Linked DNA regions of Mus musculus: region 1 is linked to region 2. Evidence: chromatin contacts called from public Hi-C data. All regions are on one chromosome and are shown on one strand. Each heading gives the region's core, a stretch centred on a gene start, on an enhancer-like site or on the middle of the called end of the contact. The rest is flanking DNA. Distances are from core to core; before and after follow the strand shown. Region 1 overlaps Zfpm2 (zinc finger protein, multitype 2). Region 2 has its middle 51 kb from the start of Gm16294.

Evidence for each region. A called contact is a pair of places that touch in the nucleus more often than the background predicts.
Region 1: a Hi-C map of cerebellum shows a contact between it and region 2, with 2.5 times the contacts expected there. The contact joins two enhancer-like sites. A contact is called at or near these places in 2 of 15 datasets of contacts at CTCF or cohesin (the NIH/3T3 cell line and pro-B cells) and 4 of 484 Hi-C or Micro-C datasets (cerebellar granule neurons, cerebellum and embryonic fibroblasts).

Annotation. Positions count from the first base shown.
Region 1 is chr15:41,080,518-41,084,375 of GRCm38.p6, forward strand. The region is part of intron 5 of Zfpm2 (zinc finger protein, multitype 2); the gene reads left to right. Among named protein-coding and RNA genes, the nearest start is that of Gm46502, 92 kb to the right of the region's middle. Within about 2 kb of position 2,149, at least 7 of the 459 cell types and tissues checked have an H3K27ac peak or open chromatin away from gene starts, as enhancers often do. A contact at or near this core is called in cerebellar granule neurons and cerebellum, where this site is marked.
Region 2 is chr15:40,474,788-40,478,622 of GRCm38.p6, forward strand. No RefSeq gene overlaps it. Among named protein-coding and RNA genes, the nearest start is that of Gm16294, 51 kb to the right of the region's middle. Within about 2 kb of position 1,279, at least 7 of the 459 cell types and tissues checked have an H3K27ac peak or open chromatin away from gene starts, as enhancers often do. A contact at or near this core is called in cerebellar granule neurons and cerebellum, where this site is marked.

The DNA of each region.
Region 1 (3,858 bases), core at 899-3,398, 610 kb after region 2:
ACACCACTGTTCTATACGTTTATGAGCAACTTAAGAATGTCAGATTTGGGCTGGAGAGATGGCTCAGTGGTTAAGAGCACTGACTGCTTGCTCTTCCAGAGGTCCTGAGTTCAATTCCTAGCAACCACATGGTGGCTCACAACCATCTGAAATAGGGTCTGATGCCCTCTTCTGGTGTCTGAAGAGAACAATGGTGAATACATAAAATAAATAAACCTTTTAAATAAAAAAAGAAAGAAAGAAAAGAAAAGAAAAAGAGACACCAGATTTTAATCTTATGTATTAGATTATATAATCTTAAATAACATATAATTACTAAAACTATACTAGTTATGAGCTTCCTTAAACATAATAAAAGACACACTAAGTCACAGCGCACCGAAGCACAACCACGACCCACAGCTGCTACTCATCTTTTAAAAAAAAATTTTAAAGCTCCACAATTTAAAGAATTTTCAATTCTGGAAAAGTGGATAAAAAGAAAAGATGTTTTGGTAGAAATTGTACATCGCACTATTAGCATCATGGATGATTTTTGTGTTACTTGAAATTGATAACAAGGCTTTGTTCAAATATTTCATGTTTCCAATGCTAAAGCAACAGAATCTCACGCAGTTCTGCCTACACTTCCGGTCCTCCCCAGCCCGGGAAGAAAGTTAGAATCCCTGTTTCCCATTAACTTTGTTTGCCAAACCAGATAGAGTAAAAAACAGGTGCATGCACGCCATTGTCATTTTTCCACAGCGGGAAATTATTAGTTCCGTTATATTTAACAGTTGATTGTAAAGAAAAATAATTACTCAAAGGAAAGCTCATATAAAGTGAAATAAAAGCATAAACATTAATTTAAAATTATATGTTGCAATAAGAAAACCCAACACACATTGTCATCTTTAGAACTTGAACCCTAATTACAAATGATAGCCATTGTTTACTGTAGGACACATTCGACCCATGATCTCCTTCAGAATTACTGAGCTTTTATGGACAGATAAAATGCTCCCTGAGAAGAGAGAAACACTGAAACAGGAAACATGCTCTGGGCAACAAAAGAGCATGAAAATAATGCATAGTACTTATAATTTTTAATTTTCCAAGCATCACAGATTGCTTAATACTGTATGGTTGTTGGGATTTTTTTTTTTTTGATAAGTATCATGTTTTGTTAGGAGAACATTTGGGTAAATATATTTAAAAGCTAATAAACTTTACCAAGGTATGGAATATGTTGACTAAAGATGGCTTGCAGAAAGATGCAATCCCCTCTCCTGGCTGCTTTTGCCCACAGATCTCTTAAGATCATCACTTAGGGGAGTTCTGAGTGCTTCATGTGGCTGATGCTGAAGCCCATCTCTCAGAGGTGACGTGTACAGGACATCTCCTAGCACACAGGACACAGGACACAACGAGAGCTGTAACTGGGCAGTATCTCTGAGTGATTGCAAATCAAGGCTGAAAACTCAGGTTCCTGCCAAATGCTGGCATTTCTGTTCCAGGGATCTGACCAGTTGCTGCAGGGGATGCCAGTCTTTCACCTCATCCACTGGTGTCACACTTTTGATCTAGCTCCCTAGAGAAAAATCGATTACTTTCTGGGAATTAAAAAAATAAATAAATAGAAAGGCAAAACAAAGAAGTCTAATAGAAATGGACAAGTTGACAGAGGCACTGAGAGGCTCATTTCTAGCCTGGTGCTTAAGGGAGCTTCATTGTGATCCTGCAATGCATATTACACAGAGAAATGGAAAGAGGGAAAAAGAAATTAAAAACAGCCTCCTATGATGAACTTGTATAATTTATGCCTCTGCAGAGCAGCAGGCACAGTGTGTCAGTTCCCCCTCCCCTCCTCTTTTCCCCTCCACCTGATTTCTGAGCCTCCCAGGCTGGGCAAGAATTTAAATTAAGAACACCCAACACACAAGTCAGAAATGAAAGTGCAGAATGCACTCCGATTATTCATAAGCTTGCAAGTTGTGTATTTTGGTGGAGATTTCCTCCCTTCTGCTCCTGATTGCTGATGAAGAATGGTATTTTAATAGGCAGATGGTAAAGACAATTACAGTTAGGGGCTCAGCTGGGAGTTGCATGAGTTTATTGCAAATTATTAGTTGATAAATGCTTTTGTTTACAAGCAGAGTCTTAAGCAGCTCTATAATCAGTTTATCAGCAGCGGGTAAAATTCTTGACAGCTTGCTCTTTCAGTGCAATGTCACCCCTTGACTGGTCCTTTGAAATCTGGATGGCCAGGACTATTTAGTCTGATGGCTGACATCATGTGCTGGTGTAAGTTGCTGCAGAGTCCAACCATAGCAGACCTTAGGAAACACAGTCCACACCCCAGGAATGCTAAAGACTATAAGAATCCTTTTGCTCCGCCTTTGGGCCCCCTTACCCTAGCTAGGCTGCCTTGACTGGCCTCGATGGGAGTGAGTGCATTTAGTCCTGGTGCAACATGATGTGCCAGGACAGGTTAGTACTCACGGTGGACTTCTCCTTCTCTGAGGAGAAGGGGAGGGGGTAATGAAGGGATGGGTTTGTGAGGGTGGGACTGATGGGGGACTGCAATCTGGATGTAAAGTGAATAAATAAATTAATAATAAATAAATGAAAAAAATTCATACAAATGTCTTTGCTTCATTGCTGAGTCTTATATCTTCTAAACCCTTAGTTCACAATGTTTTCAGAAAATTCTGAATCCATTTTTGTTTACAGGGCAAAACTTTCTGCCCGTACACTTCAACAGGAATCAGAATCTGAGCTTAATTACTCAGTTCAATTTTCTGAAAGGGGCTCTACATACTTCCTAGAAGAAGAAAAAGGAAATCTCCATAAGAAACACTTTCTTAAAGGAAAGAATAGATAGATAGAGAGGGAGGGAGAGAGGGAGAGAGGGGAGAGGGGAGAGGAGAGAGAGAGAGGGAGAGGGAGAGAGAGAGAGAGAGAGAGAGAGAGAGAGAGAGAGAGAGAGAGAGAGAGAGAGAAGAGCGAGCAAACAAGTAGAGTGAATTCCATTCCAGAGTGAAAAGATCTAGTGAGAATCCTTTACAAGAGGAAGCCAAGGAAAGCCTTCGGGGAGAACACGAGTTAGCAAGCACGGAGCGGAGCGTTACGTAGCCTCCTGTCACAGAAACTACCTAAGGCGGCAGTGCTTCTGATTTCTTACAGCTAATTCCTTTGAAATAAGAAAAATGACCACATTTCTTTGTTTCTGAACTCCATTCGGACCAGTATTTCCTGATGAGTTTATGCTAAGTGATAAAAACCTCTGATATTTAGAATGACAAGTCCTGTGATCTGAGAAGTTGGTTTACTGTGCAAAAAAAAAAAAAAAAAGTGTTTCTTGAAGATGCTACAGTTTAGCGTGCTTATGAAAGAGTCTCACTAGCATTTTACAAGGGGTCTGTGTGGTGCATATGGCCATAGTAATTTGTAACCTCAAGTGTTCAGACTATTCGTCGAAGAACATTCATGTGATGTCTGAGAAGCCAACTGACAGCTCATCTCTATTTAGTTTTGCTTTGCAGCTTAACGAAGTGAGTTTTGTGGGTCCTGTCGAAACAAAAATATTCCCATAAACAACTGCATGAAATAATTTCTTAAATGATCATTCCTATGTATATTTACTGTTTGTATGTGTTATCCCCTGGTATTTGAGGAAAACTTAACTAAGTTAATAGAGAGGCAGAGACTGGTCATGAGCCAGGTTTCATAGCCAAAGATAATGCTCCAAATCCTCTAAATACTGACATAGTACAAAAAGCCCTATATAAACAGGGCCTCAATTGGTGTATAGCTTATTTATAGCATGTGTGAAAGACCACAATCTTCTTAGTGTCAGTACATTTGAATGTCCTGCTG
Region 2 (3,835 bases), core at 29-2,528:
ATCTATAAAACCATGCAACTGTGAGTGCTTAGAATCTCTAAGAATGTGTGTGTGTGTGTGTGTGTGTGTGTTTTGTATTAGTGGTAGCAAGATTGTTTTAGTACAAATGAACTCCAGTTGCAGTTTGTCTAATATCCAGAAATTGTGGAATTCTAAATAGCATCCCTGCATGTCTCAGGAATCTCTCTTGGCTATGAAGTGTCTGAAGGCTTTGAAGACTGATTTTCATTACAAGATGGGAAACACCTTTATAAATATATTTAAGAACTGTTACAACCTTCAATTTGAAATGGATCCTCATGAGGCAAAGCCTAGGGAGCCAGAGAATGCCTCCTTTTGACATGGATAGCCTGCCTGTCTGTGGCAAGGTATGGTGTTTGTGGTTTTTCAAAATCAAACCGATTCACATTCTTCCTGAGAAAAGGGTAAGAACCCATAGGGCACAGCCCTCAGGCCCAAAGGGCTTTTAAAACTACAAATGAAGACATAGATATCACCTTATTCTATGGATGTTCAAATGGTTCAAAACAAGATAGCAGCTCTGGTTGTGTGCATGCCAGGGAATGTATCAAAACTGAGATTAGTTAATTCTAATGGAAACTAAAGGAACCTGGGTAAAGGCAACTGGGTACTTTCCTTAACTGAAAATCAATCCTTTGTACAATTCAATTAAAATCATCAATAAAAAAAATCTTATTTCAAAAGTCCTAAGCAGCAAGCCTTCCCACAGAGCCCATCCCACAGACAGGAGCCTGCTCACCGACCTCTGAGCCACTTGCTGCCTGTTTTAATAAGTATTCAGAAATTATACTCAGACTTCAAAAGCAATTGTGAGGAATTGTTAGCAGGTTTATTAATGTTTTATGTTTTATTAAAAGTTTGGGTGTACATTTCACAATGAGCAACATCAAAAATCAGACTTTCTGCCTGTAATTTTGCTTCCTCCTGTCTTTCTGCCTTTGGGATTCTCTCTTCTCCTTTCATCAGCTGCCATTTTCAGCAGCATGCAGTAATTTCATGGCTCATTGCAAGCGCTGAAAACCTTTGAAACCACAAATGCTAACCTACCTGGCCTGCAGCCATTTAGGAAGAGATTAATTTAGCAAACAGAAGCAAAACACTTTCTACTTCTAGCCTGCGCATAATTTCACTTCTATCTATATTTATTTTACAGTGAGCAGCGTAATGACAATTTCAGTAATTGCAACTCTATAAAAATTTGCCTACCTAGCTTATCTCACTATCACAAGACTGTGAGTCAGTCAAGATTAGAGAGAGAGCAGCATGTGAAATAGCGCGGGCTGCATTCCAAAAATACGGACCTGCTGGAGAAGCTCAAGTGATGCTGTGCACTTGTTTATGTCCTTATCTATTGGGCAACCACTTCTTCCTGATGTTTGGATTGGGACGGGTGTGTACCTCTTTAATTCATGGTGATTTATGGGGGCCACTCTTCTTACAAACAGACCAATGTATTTGGAAGAGTAGGAGCACCAGCCCACTTCTGCAGACTTTGTTACAAATGGCTGTTCTGTTGCTGTCCAGCAATTTGAACAGAAGAGAAATTCCATCTGGGGCAAATTTAAACTATCATACTTGGAAGGAAATCAAGGACTAAATTAGCTCACAAACTGTTAGCTAAAAATAAAAGTTTTATTGTTTCTTCTCCAACTTAAAAATCCCACCATTGAAATTAACACTAATTATATCTACTGTATATTGTATGCATACTTTCTTTGAAGAGATCATTCACTGCTTCTCTTTATTCATGCTCATAGTTGTTACACAGGCACACATGTGCACATCATACCCACATATGCACATATGCACTTGCACACACACAATGAATCCAGACAGAAGTAATGCCTCAAACAAAATAATATTTAAGAAGCAAGAAAAAAAAACCACAATGAAAGTTAAAGTCAACCAATATATCAGAAAACATTTTATGGTTAATCCAACGGGGAGTAAATGCAAGGTGAATGTTGGCTAGAAGAGACTTCAGTGTGAGCCCGGAGACCCGAAGTGCTGTAGATTGACGCACAGTGGATGCAAAGCCTAGGACAGGAATGTTACATTGCTACCTGATACATACGTCAGAGTAGGAGGCTCTCTTGGTAGCTGATTATAGTGTTTGCTGTACAAAAAAAAAAAATAATAATTCAGAGGTGAGTATCCAGAGTTGACGAGTGAACCCTTCTGGCTTGGTTTCCTCCAAAGAGTTAGGAATTGAGTGGTCACTGAACGGCCTTCAGATACTGGATGGTTTCTCCAGTACTGCAGAATATCTGTGTTCTCCATTCTAGTTTGCAGAGATACTACCACTGGTAAAACTATGCACAAAAAAAAAAAAAAAAAAAACGGTGAAAAGGGGAGCAGCTAAGCACCATGTGCTCAGGGCTTTTCTACTCGATACTGTGCTCTATCCCAAGTTACAGCACTTGGACATGACTCTCTACTTCTTCACTTAGATATGAATATTCTGTGTGCTATAAAGGAAATTCCATGACACTAAACTTGTTTATGCTGTTTTTATATTAGCTAATTCATTTAACCATACAGATACACAGACGGCAGAAGGATGACTGGCCAACCCCCACAGATGTACACCTCCAATCTGGCATCACACAGCATTCATAAAACAAATCAACACAGCCTGGAACTTTTCCATGGTTTGTATTATACGATTGGTGTTCACAGAATCCTGGCAAAAATATTTCATATTAAAGTTGGTGGTAGTAAAAGAGTAAACTATTTCTTTCTGTTTTTTGAGGGCACTTGCTAAAGTGCTTGATCAATATCCTAGCCGTATAATAAAAACTGAAATCAACACAAATTGAACAAGAAAAGCACATTCATGTGCCTGCATATCATATAATAAATAGCATTTCATTGCTTTGAACAATTGGTAGTAATTATGCTATTTTAATGATCGTTTTGAAAACATGTCACATCTTAGCAGTAATGCTCAAAGAATCATAATACCACATGACACAATCAAAGGAGTGGCAGAAATATATTCATAGCCACCGTTGGTTATTCTGTAGGAATGCGTTTCCTAACCAAATCATTACTTCAGGTGGAAGGTGTTTACTAGTATCTTGCTATTAGTGAGCCTAAAAACACGTCCCAGCTGCAAAGTCAGGAATAACCACTTATTTTGGGAGATAGATTAGTGAGGTTTTGTTTTCTTTTTGTTCTCTAATGGGTAGTTTTTGCCTCCTTTTTTGCTAGAGATGGCAGTCTACTGAGCACTGACCTAAGAGTCCCACTCGCCTGACCTTCAGAATGACCTTGAGAAAGAACCCTGTTTGATCCTCTGGGACCTTCAGGTCCTAGGGTGTCCCACCTTATAGCATTTTTCTCTTTTTATCCCCAGCCTTAGAAACAATGAAGTCCAAGGATCTATTCTGTTTATCCTGGGTTTTATGACAGAAAAAAAAGAATGTTAAAGGCAGTGTGCTGGAGCAGGAAGATTTTACTCTTTGGATTCTGATGAAGGCTGCAACCTTAATGCCGGCTCTGCTCTTTCGTTTGTACAATTTTAAGCGAATACCTTTCTTTCCTTCAAGGGTCTGAATATTTATTTGCCATTAAAATTTGTATGCTGAAATTCTAACCTTCAACCTTAAGCAGCAGGGCTTTGGGAAAGTGAGTCCTGTGAGCAGAGCCCTCATGGGTGAAATTAGTACCTTCACCAAAGAAGAACAAGAGGCTCTGTGGAGCTTCCCACATGAGAGGTCACAGCAAACAAAGGCTGTCTGTGGAGAAGCAGGGTCTCAGAAGTCTCACGGTCACCTGCACCTTGATCTTGAATCTTCTAGACTGCAGAAGA